2 separate regions of the Rattus norvegicus genome follow, and region 1 is linked to region 2. Evidence: chromatin contacts called from public Hi-C data. All regions are on one chromosome and are shown on one strand. The core of a region is the stretch at or near the end of the contact, and the rest is flanking DNA. Distances in the headings are between cores, read along the strand shown. Region 1 has its middle 130 kb from the start of Pakap. Region 2 has its middle 180 kb from the start of Pakap.

The links. A called contact is a pair of places that touch in the nucleus more often than the background predicts.
Region 1: a contact with region 2 is called in a Hi-C map of kidney, with 4 times the contacts expected there. The contact joins two enhancer-like sites. A contact is called at or near these places in 4 of 12 Hi-C or Micro-C datasets (Schwann cells, kidney and psoas muscle).

Annotation. Positions count from the first base shown.
Region 1 is chr5:77,268,776-77,273,767 of GRCr8, reverse strand. It overlaps a transcript of Pakap not described here. Among named protein-coding and RNA genes, the nearest start is that of Pakap, 130 kb to the left of the region's middle. Within about 2 kb of position 2,382, at least 12 of the 93 cell types and tissues checked have an H3K27ac peak or open chromatin away from gene starts, as enhancers often do. A contact at or near this core is called in kidney, where this site is marked.
Region 2 is chr5:77,213,277-77,218,227 of GRCr8, reverse strand. It overlaps a transcript of Pakap not described here. Among named protein-coding and RNA genes, the nearest start is that of Pakap, 180 kb to the left of the region's middle. Within about 2 kb of position 2,082, at least 4 of the 93 cell types and tissues checked have an H3K27ac peak or open chromatin away from gene starts, as enhancers often do. A contact at or near this core is called in kidney, where this site is marked.

The DNA.
Region 1 (4,992 bases), core at 1,133-3,632, 55 kb before region 2:
CACACAGGCACGGCATGCGTGTTACCAAGTAAGAAAAGTACACAGTAGTATACATAGTACCACTTTTGTGACTATGTCTGAAATATCCTTTAATCCTCCTGCCTCCACCTTCCAAGTGCTGGAATTGCAGTGTGCGCCATCATGCCCTGCTTATGTGAAACTATTCTCTATCCTTTCTGTAAACTGAAGTCTCTCCTCCTAACAGCTTTGGGGAATACAGATACCAAAGACCTCTGGTTCTGCAGAAAAGGAAACAGGCAAAGATCATGGGACCAGCCAACATCCTGCTCGGAACTCATCCCCAGACACTGTAGATAGCATTGAAAACTAGGCCCTTAACCCCAGCGAGAGCCTTCCTCTAAGATGGCATAATGTTCAGGAAAACGCCTAGCACAGCAAAATGATAGGGTTAGAAATCACCAATTAGAGCAATTGCTCTGTACGGGCAGTGCCAGTGCCTTGCAGTCAGGCAGCCAGAGCTCCTGCCTGGCAAGTGGGACTTTCCTTTTTAAAAAATGGCGCTGGAGATTAAATCACAGCCTCATAGGTCCCCAGATATTGGAGCCTATATTTTAACAAGTGAACCAGGCAGGCATAGGATTTATTTCTAGAAGGCAAATGAAACAAGAAGAGCTTTTCTCTCTCCCCTCCCCAACCCCCTCCGCCTCACAGAGTCTCAATTATGTCTCAGCCTTCAGATTGCTAAGATACTAAGAGGTTGTGTAACACCTCTGCTATGAGAAGTTGATACAGAGCCTTTTCAACATACTTGAGTGAGTTCTCTCACTTGGACCTCTCAGGCACCTTGAGAAGAAAGAACTCTGCATGAAACCTGGGCAGCTTAGTATGTTTCTGTTTTGTTTTCAAAAACTTTCTCTCTCTCTCTCCTCTCCTCTCTCCTCTCTCCTCTCTCCTCTCTCCTCTCTCTCTCTCTCTCTCTCTCTCTCTCTCCCCTCTCTCTTTGCGTTTGTGTGCACACGAGCGTGTGTATGCAGTGTGCATACGTGTGTGTTTGGACGCCTGAAGAGGCCAGAAGAGAGTGTCATGTCCCAGGAGATGGATTTACAGGCCTTTACGAGTTCTCTTATGGGTGCTGGGAACCAAATTCCAGTCTTCTGCAAGAGCAGCAAGTGTTCCTAACCACTGAACCATCTTTCTGGCCCCATAAATTGGTCTTCCTTCCTCCCTCCCTCCATTTCTTTTCCTTCTCTTTCATTTTCTTGTTCTTTCTTTCTTTTTCTTTTTTTTTCTTTTGAGACAGGGTCTCCCCAGCATTGCTCTGGCTCTCCTGGAGCTCACTCTTTAGAACAGGCTGGCTTTGACCATATAGATATTGTCCTGCCTCTGTCTCTTGAGTGCTGGGACTAAAGACTGTGCCATCCTGAGTTCTTAAACACAGATGCACACCACTTCATCGAGATGATTGCTTCATTAAAAAAATAAATAAATAAACTAAAAGCTCTGCAAGTCAGCCCTTAAAATGGCCAAGAAATCACAAGGAGAATTCCAAGAAAAACAAAGAAGAAGGTGACTTAAAGGGATGGGAACCACATCTGTACTCAAAGATTCAGAGGGGGACATCAACAACTTCCAGTAAGATTCTTCTTTGAGTGTGGAGTGCCTCAGACTGGGGAAGGCTGAACTAGTACAGGAAGAGAACCTTGGTAGCAGCATCAGTAAGGTGGGGTAGTGACTGGCTGAGAGACAGATTCTACCTCCCATAGGGCATCTCTGACTATATCTTTGAAATCAGCGAGTCAACTGGTCACAAAGAGAGCGTTCCAATCCCAATCCGTTAAGTTTCCTGAGTTCAGGCAGGCTACTAAACATTGGTTGAATAGCTAGAGAGCCTGGCCTCTCAGATACTTGATATCCCAGTCATTTCTCCTGAGCAAGCTGACCTCCTCAGCATGTCTCAGCCTCATCCCTAGACCACGGCACTGGGAAGGATGGGGCTTTCCTTCTTCTCCCTTCTCTGTCTCCTCCATCCATCTCTGAAAGACAAGCACCCAGCCATTCACTCACCCCCTCACCTCCAGGGTTTTCTGGTAAACACTTCTTAACTCCAACATTATGATTTGGGGAAAAGCTAAGACCTACCACCTTCTCACCACATTCCAGGGCAGGCATGGGTAGCCATCGGAAGTGGCTCTGGGCCCTCAGAATGGCTACTCAAGGGCTCTTCTCCTAAACTCAAGAACTGGGTCTCCTTGTCCTTATTGTGAATTGAGCATGGAGACCTTGGGAGACAGTCATGTTTCCAGCAGTGGAAAGAGACTGCCTGAAAGGGTGCTGGCTAAAGAGAGTGGCAAGGGGTCAGCAGCATGGCTCAGGAATCTGGAATCCCTGGTTAGTCACGCTCAAGCCCTGGTTAGTCACAGTGCCTAGCTGGCCCTTTGTCCTTCCTGTCATCAGGCTGTGTGCGTTAATAAACACTCAACCCCCCCCCACCCCCAGACCAGCTCAAACTTGGTTTTGTGTCTTGCAATCCAAAGACTCCTGACAAACATATGCTTGGGCTCCTTCTGGCAGAAAATCACGAGGAAGCACGTGATCACTCTGTCTCCTTTCCGTCAGTATTTGAAGTCTGAGAAATCTGGAAGGCACATGTAGCCTAGAGGAGAGGTGGGGGAGCAGGGGCACTGGGCTGCCCAATTCTGCAAAAGCACAGCTGGGGGCAGGCTGTTAAAATCCATGCAAACAGAAAGCAGAGAGGCCAGATCGGCTCAGTTCCAATAAAAGCTGGAGTTGACATTAGGTCAACGTAATTCCAATAAATAAATCTTGGAGTTAGTCCCATAAAAATTGTGTGTGTGTGTGTGTGTGTGTGTGTGTGTGTGTGTACATGTGTGTGAGTGTGTACATGTGTGTGAGTGTGTATGAGCGTGTGTGCACGTTTGTGACTGTATATATAAGTGGTGTGTATATGTGTTTGTGAGAGTGTGCACATGTGTGAGAGTGTATGTTTTTGTTTGTGAAAGTGTGTGTGAGTGTAAGGGTGTGTGCACATATGTGAGTGTGTGTGCTGTGAGTTTGTGTGAGAGAATATGTGTAAGTGGTGTGTGTATGATGAATGAGTGTGTATGCGTTTGGAGTGTAAGTGTGTGTGTGTGAGAGTGTGAGTGTATGTGTGTCTGTGAATGTGTGTGCATACATCTGAGTGTTTGTAGATTCGAGTTTGTGTATATGCGAAAGTACGTGTGTGAGTGTATATATGTGTATGTGTGAATGTGTGTATGTGTTAATGCATGTGTGTGTATGTGTGTGTATGATGTGTGTGAGTGTATATGTGTATGCATGTCTATGAATGTGCATGCATGCATATGATTGTGTGCATATTTGAGTTTGTATGTATGTGAAAGTATGTGTGTGAGTATATATGTGTGTACGTGTGAATGTGTGTATGTGTTAATGTATGTGTGTATATGTGTGTGTATGATGTGTGTGAGTGTATATGTGTGTCTATGTGTGAATGTATGTGTGTGTTTATGTGTGCATGCATTTCTATATAAATACCCATGTTGGGTGTTCTTTTCTATCAGTCTCACCTTACTACCTTGAGGCACAGTCTCCCACTGAACCTGAAACTGAACATTTGTATTACTTATCCTTTTCTATTTTGCTGTGACAAAAATGCCATGACCAAGTCAACTTATAAAAGAAAGCATTGGACTCAGCTTACTGATTCAGAGGCTTAGTGAGCACATTATTAGAGCAAATGCATGCAGGTGGGAACAGCAGGAGCTCACATCTCAAAACCACAAGCAGAAACAAGAGGGAGGGCTCTGAAAATGGGAAGAGGTTTCTGAAACCTCAATCCTTGTTCCCAGTGACACACCTCCAATGAGGCCACACCTCCTAATCCTTCCTAAAAATTTCAACAAACTGGGGACAGAGTCTTCAAACATCTGATTCTGTGGAGGCCATTCTCATTCAAACCAATATACCACTTCAATTAGGTTGACTGGCCAGTGAACCCCTGGGATCAGCCTGTCTCCACCTCCCAAGACTGGGGTTCTAGGCATATGCACCCTGCCAGCTCTTTTACCTGGGTGCTGGGTCTGAACTCAGTGCTGTATGGCAGGTACTCCCGCACCAAGAGTCACCCCCTTAGCTCCCGAGGTTTGTTTTGATAAAACTTTATAAACATGGAGAGATAGCCCATAGTTTGATAATTTTATCCTTTTAAAATACCACATTAAATTATGGTTCATTTTTATTTTTAATGAATACACTCTCTTCTTTGACAATTTCACCCAGGTACAAACCACATTCCAGTTATATCCCTCCCACCCCTGCTGGCTTCCCGTCTTCCCTACATACTCCCATATTCAGATTCCCATATCAACGACATTTTGTTGTGTTTCATGCCCTACAGAATTTAATTAGGGCTACAGAATCTGTGTGACCATAAATTTGAAACTGACCATTGGAGTCTGCTGGGCTCACCCGTCAGTGGACAGTCTGATTCTGTCTCCCCATCTCCCTCTGAATCTGTTGGCAGCTGCCTAGTTTGCTTTCTTGTGCTGACTAAGACACGGACTAAAATGAACCTGGGGAGGATATGGTTCATTATGTCCCACAGGTTAGAGTCCCACAGGCTTCAGCGTGGGAAGCCATGGTAGGAACTCAGGCAGGCCTCTGGAGGCAGGAATTGAAACAGAAACTACAGAGGAACATGACTTAATGGGTAGTTCCCCTGGCTTGCTCACCCACCTTTCTTATACAGCCCCAGGAATGCCACCAGCCACAGTGAGAAGCACCCTCCATATCAAGTAACTCCTGTATCAATCAGTCATCAGAATATTTCCCAACAGATAAGGCCACGGGCCAACCTGGTGGAGGTAATTCATCAGCCGAGGTTCCCTCTTCCTAAGTGTGTTAGGTTGGCAACCGAGATTGGTTATTGCAGTAGCCAATAGTTTAGCAGTGCATGGTAGGGGTCTGTGAGCCCCTTCTCCATCCATAGCTGGCTGTTGGGTGGCCTGACTT
Region 2 (4,951 bases), core at 833-3,332:
GTGCATGTCTCATCTCTCTGAGGTCATCCCATCTCTGATTCTGCCTCTTGGTCTACATAATGGTTCGGAGAGTGTGCTCCCCACACACAATGAATGTGCTTGGCTCTCACTGTGGCAATGCTAAGGTAGTAACATTTTAAAAGGCAGATTCTTCTAGAAGGTCTTAGTCACTGAGGGGGCTATCCTTTAAAGGGGTTGATGTAGTTCTCTGAACCCCACAGTCCCTGTAGATGGTGTTGTAGAAACAGACAGCCTGACTCTTGGATCCCTATTTCCTGTCCCACCGTGTGGTTTCTTCCCACTTGCCCTCACGCTCATTCTCACGCCAAGAAGTAGTCAAGGGGGCCCTCACTAGAAGCCAGGCTACTGGTCTTTGACTTCCAACTTCTGAAACAGTCAAATTCACTTTTCTTTACAAAGTGCCTGTGTTATTTTTTCATAGTTGCATAAAACAGACATATACACATCTCCTCTGTCACCTGACTTAATATAGTTACAGAGTCAGAGGTTAGGATGTGAACATCATTGGGGGCTCACTGTTCTGATGGTCCTAGGATACGGTGCTACAGGAACAGTCACCTTAGTGCCCATAGAGGCAAGGATGTAGTAAGAACAGCTGAGTGCAGACAGCCAGAAGCAGCCTGGCACCCAGAAGCCATAATGGAACACACACCACCTCCAGAGCCTCTGCCTCCAGGTTTCTTATTATGAGTCGAAGCCACTGTTGTGGCCACAGATGAACGTATTTTCCTTCTGGTAAAAGATGGGGATGAAACTTGGTTGGGTAGACCACATACTAGTGAGGCTTTGAAGGGTACAAACTAGAAACAGCCATGATAGACAGAGGGCACGTCTCAGAATATTCTCTCTTCCTAATCACTCGGTGGCCTGTGGCCTTGTGTGGTCTTTTCAGCCAGACCTGGCCCCCTCTAGTTGCATGCCTCACCATGGTGCTTCAGAGAGGTCCCAACATCCCTGTCCACACCCCAACCGCTCTCCTGTGCTCTGCTGTTTCTTTTTCCCTCCCCTCAAAACACCTGGATTCCAAGACCCTACTGTAGGATGATGTCACAGGTGAGGCAGACACAGGATAGAAGGAGGCCTGTCATTGGAGGAGAAGGAAGGATGGGCGGGAGAGAAGTTTGAAGGAAGAGGAGGAGACTAGGGGAGAGAGGAAGAGACAGGGCAGAGGAGAGGGGCGGAGAAGCCGTGGCAGGACAAGATGGCAGGTGATGTTAAGATTCTGCTCTGTGTATTTACAGGTTGTTATTAATGTTCTCAAGGGATGGATGGTACCGGGCATTGTATGTTTAAGTGGGCAATTATATCTTACCAATTGGATCTAAGATTATTGTGTTGTGTGTTCTTTTATGTGAGGGTTTGAGTGTAGGAAAGTGTGCGGCTGGGATGTGTTTCCGCCAAGATATCTAGCAGATATCTGGGCACCGCGGTACAGAGCTACGGGGTAAAAGACACCGTTACTCCTTATTATTTTTATATTTTTACAACAACACTCTACTGTAAGCCAACCTCATTCTAAGACACAAAGAGAGGAGATGGGAAAGGCTGACTAACACTCAGTGCTGCTTCCCATGATCCTCTGCTGCATCTTTGCCCTCTGACCTACAAAAGGACATGTTTCCTTTTTCTGAGTGTCTTTCAGTTGAATTCAAAAGAGAACAATCATATTAAGAGTACAAGAAAGGTTGGAAAGGCACCATTCATTGTTGGTGGTGTTTTGATATTTATCTTGCCTTAACCTAACTGTGGGTTAAGGCAAGATAAATATCAAAACACCACCAACAGCAGCAGCAGCAGCAGCAGCAGCAGCAGCAGCAGCAGCAGCAGCAACAACAACAATAGCAGCAGCAACTATTCATGGACTCTCTAGGACCGTAAGGATATTCTGGAGCAGGCAAATACTCAACCGCTGGGCTATATCTCAGAATAATCTTGACAATGAATGGTGCCTTTCCAACCTTTCTTGTTAAGGAGAGACACACGGGGAGCGTTCCACACCACTGCCCGCTTGACATGAGCTTGAATGTACAAGCGCTCTCAGAAGGAAAGCTGATGTTGACGGGCCAAAGGTACTTCATCCACCTGTGCTCTTCCCTTGAACTGCACTTTCACAGCCGAGCAGTCAAGCAAGGTGCCTGTCCGCCCAGCCTGCCAAAATGAGAGCCCCAGGAAATGCTTCTCAGAGGCACAGGCTGCACCCACCCTTTATGTGTCCAGCCTGCATAAATACTGCAAAGGCGGCTGCTGGTTGCTCAGTTCCCACCCAATTCATGGTAACTCAGTCCCTGGAGTTGAGCAGGGTATACAGCGAAACAGGACAAAGCCTGCCATGTTGGCTAGTATTACATCAACTTAACAGGAAAACTGCAGTAGTGGTTCTTAACCTGTGGGTCGTGATCCATTGGGGGGTCACCTAAGACCATCAGAAAACACAGATATTTACATTACCATTCATAATAGTAACGAAATTCCAGTTATGATGTAGCAACAAAAATAATTTTATGGTTGGGGGTCAGACAACATGATGAACTGTATTAAAGGGTTATAGCATTAGGACAGTTGAGAACCACAATTATAGAGTTATCTGGAAGGAGGGAACCTTAATTGAGAAAATGTCTTCATAGGATCCAGCTGTAGGTATTTTCTTAATTAGTTATTGATGGGGGAGGGCCCAGTCCATTGTGAGTGATGCTGTCCCTGGGCTAGTGGTCCTGGATTCTATTAGAAAGCAGGCTGAGCAAGCCATAAGAAGCAAGCCTGTAGGCAGCACCTCTCCATGGCCTCTGCATCATCTCCTGCCTCGAGGTTCCGGTCCTGTTTGAGTTCCTGTCCTGACTTGCTTCAATAATAAAGAGCAATATAGTGTAAATCAAATAAACCCTTTCCTCCCTAACTTGCTTTTTGGCCAGGATGTTTCACTGTAGCAACAGAAACCCTAACTAAGGGACTCACATTTCTCAGCATTCTTTGTGGCCACAGGTAGCCCATTCTTGCCAAAGGGACATAAGTGAAAATATTATAGGGTAGCTTCTAGAACCTTTTTCAGTCCCTTGCTTCTTTGGCCATTCTCTAACCTTCTTCCTGAAATGAGTCCGTGGAGGTAAAGCTTAAACTACCACGTAGAACACCCAGGACAAGGGCCATCTTCGGTTAGGAGAGGTGATGTGCTAGAGGAAGACTGGGCCCCTGACGAACTTGCAGAGGACACCCCAGATGGCTCATGGCTATCTATGTCTCCTGGAGGGAGACATAAACCTCGTGTTTAAGCCACTGTCGCTGTAGCTCTCTTGACATGAACCTACAGCTTATTCCAATCAATACAGGACGCATACATTGTTGAGTTTTGAGTGAATGCTTAGAAGTTTTCTGAAGTTTTCCAAGATTTGGGGCTGAAGCCAGTGACAACATAGAGCCACAATAATGTCCCAGTAGAAGGGTTTAAAAAAGAAGCAAGGCTTATTAATTCATTACTGCTAATCAACCTTTGTAACTAAGGCTTGGCTAGAACTGTGCCCCTACACCCTCCCTGAAGTGAAAGCCTCAGCAGGGGAAGTCAGCTGGCTGCAATCGTTAGCATCTTTTTGTGACACTGACCTTGAGCTACTCTGCCAGCTGAACTCATCAGGGCAAGCCTTAAACGCTGGCCTCACAGAAAAAGCCATTGGTGGCTTTGGGGTTCCAGGCGCATACTGGAGGCCAAACACAGATGTGGTTCAGAGGTGACCATAGAAACAAACAAAGGTTGAGAACAGCTGTGAATTTTACAAGTCTATGGCTTTCCATTTTCCTCAATCCCTCTCCCTTTAAACACTATCCATTCATCTAGTGAGGAAAAAAAAAATGTCCGGTCTTCCCTGGGAACTACCCATCAGAGGTTCTACCTCGTATGAAGGAGCAGAGGCTACCTAACCAAAACCAGTGTGGTAGCCTGTCATTCCAGCACTCATCAGGAGGCAGAAGGATCAAGAGTTCCAGGCTACCTCTGCCATACAAGGAATCTGAGGCTAGCCTGAGCTATATGAGGCTCTGTCTCAAGACAAACAAGCAGACAAACCTAACTGACCTAGGCCAACAACTCTCCTATTCAGAAGTCTGTTGCTTTAAAATAATGAGCCAAGAAGAGAGAGAAATCCTGGATCCAATCCTTCCTGTAGGGCCCTGTTAATTTCTGCTGCCTGGAACCCCAGATCTTCTGAGGCCCCCCAGTCTCTGGTCCCAGCCTTTTGTTTTATGAGCATTTACTGTGCAGGCCACCTCTCTGCCCTATCTTAACACCCCTTCCCTCCTCCCCATCTCTATGTCATAGGTGGATCATTGGGAAGAAGGCTGTTTTCATCAAGTGGGTGCTACCGAAGCCACTTCCCACATTGCAGGAAGATGTGCATCTGTTTCTATGGCAGTCCTCAAATATTTGTCATTTGTGACTGCCATTCACAAGGAGACAGCTTCCTTTTATTTCCATGAGTGGGTCTGGAGTCCCATTAGAACGCACGGGGCACTTCACAATGAATAATGCTCAGGGCCCTTAAATAAACAGGATTTCCATTTGTCCTTCGGAGAGAAGAGGTCCTCCCCTGACTGCAAGGTGGAGGTGGAAACTTGAGTCTGTTTCATTTCTCCCCCGTCATCCCTCAGATGGGAATGCCACCGACTGAGAAGCGAAAGGCCCTTTTGAGGATTCCAAGTGTCCAGGTCATATCCTTCCGTATGAAGAGCTCTGGTCACTCCTCCTCGTCTTCTACCCGAGGACTAATCAGTCTTCTTGGGCTACTCCATCCTCTTCCCAGCCTGACACCACCCTCCTTGTAACACTGACCACAATGGGAAAGCCAGGACCCCCACCCTCAGCTCCAACCCTGCCAAGAGGCCTCATGACAGGAGTCCTTCAGGTCCAGCTCCATCTCTTTCACAGGGCTCTCAGCCTCATGGC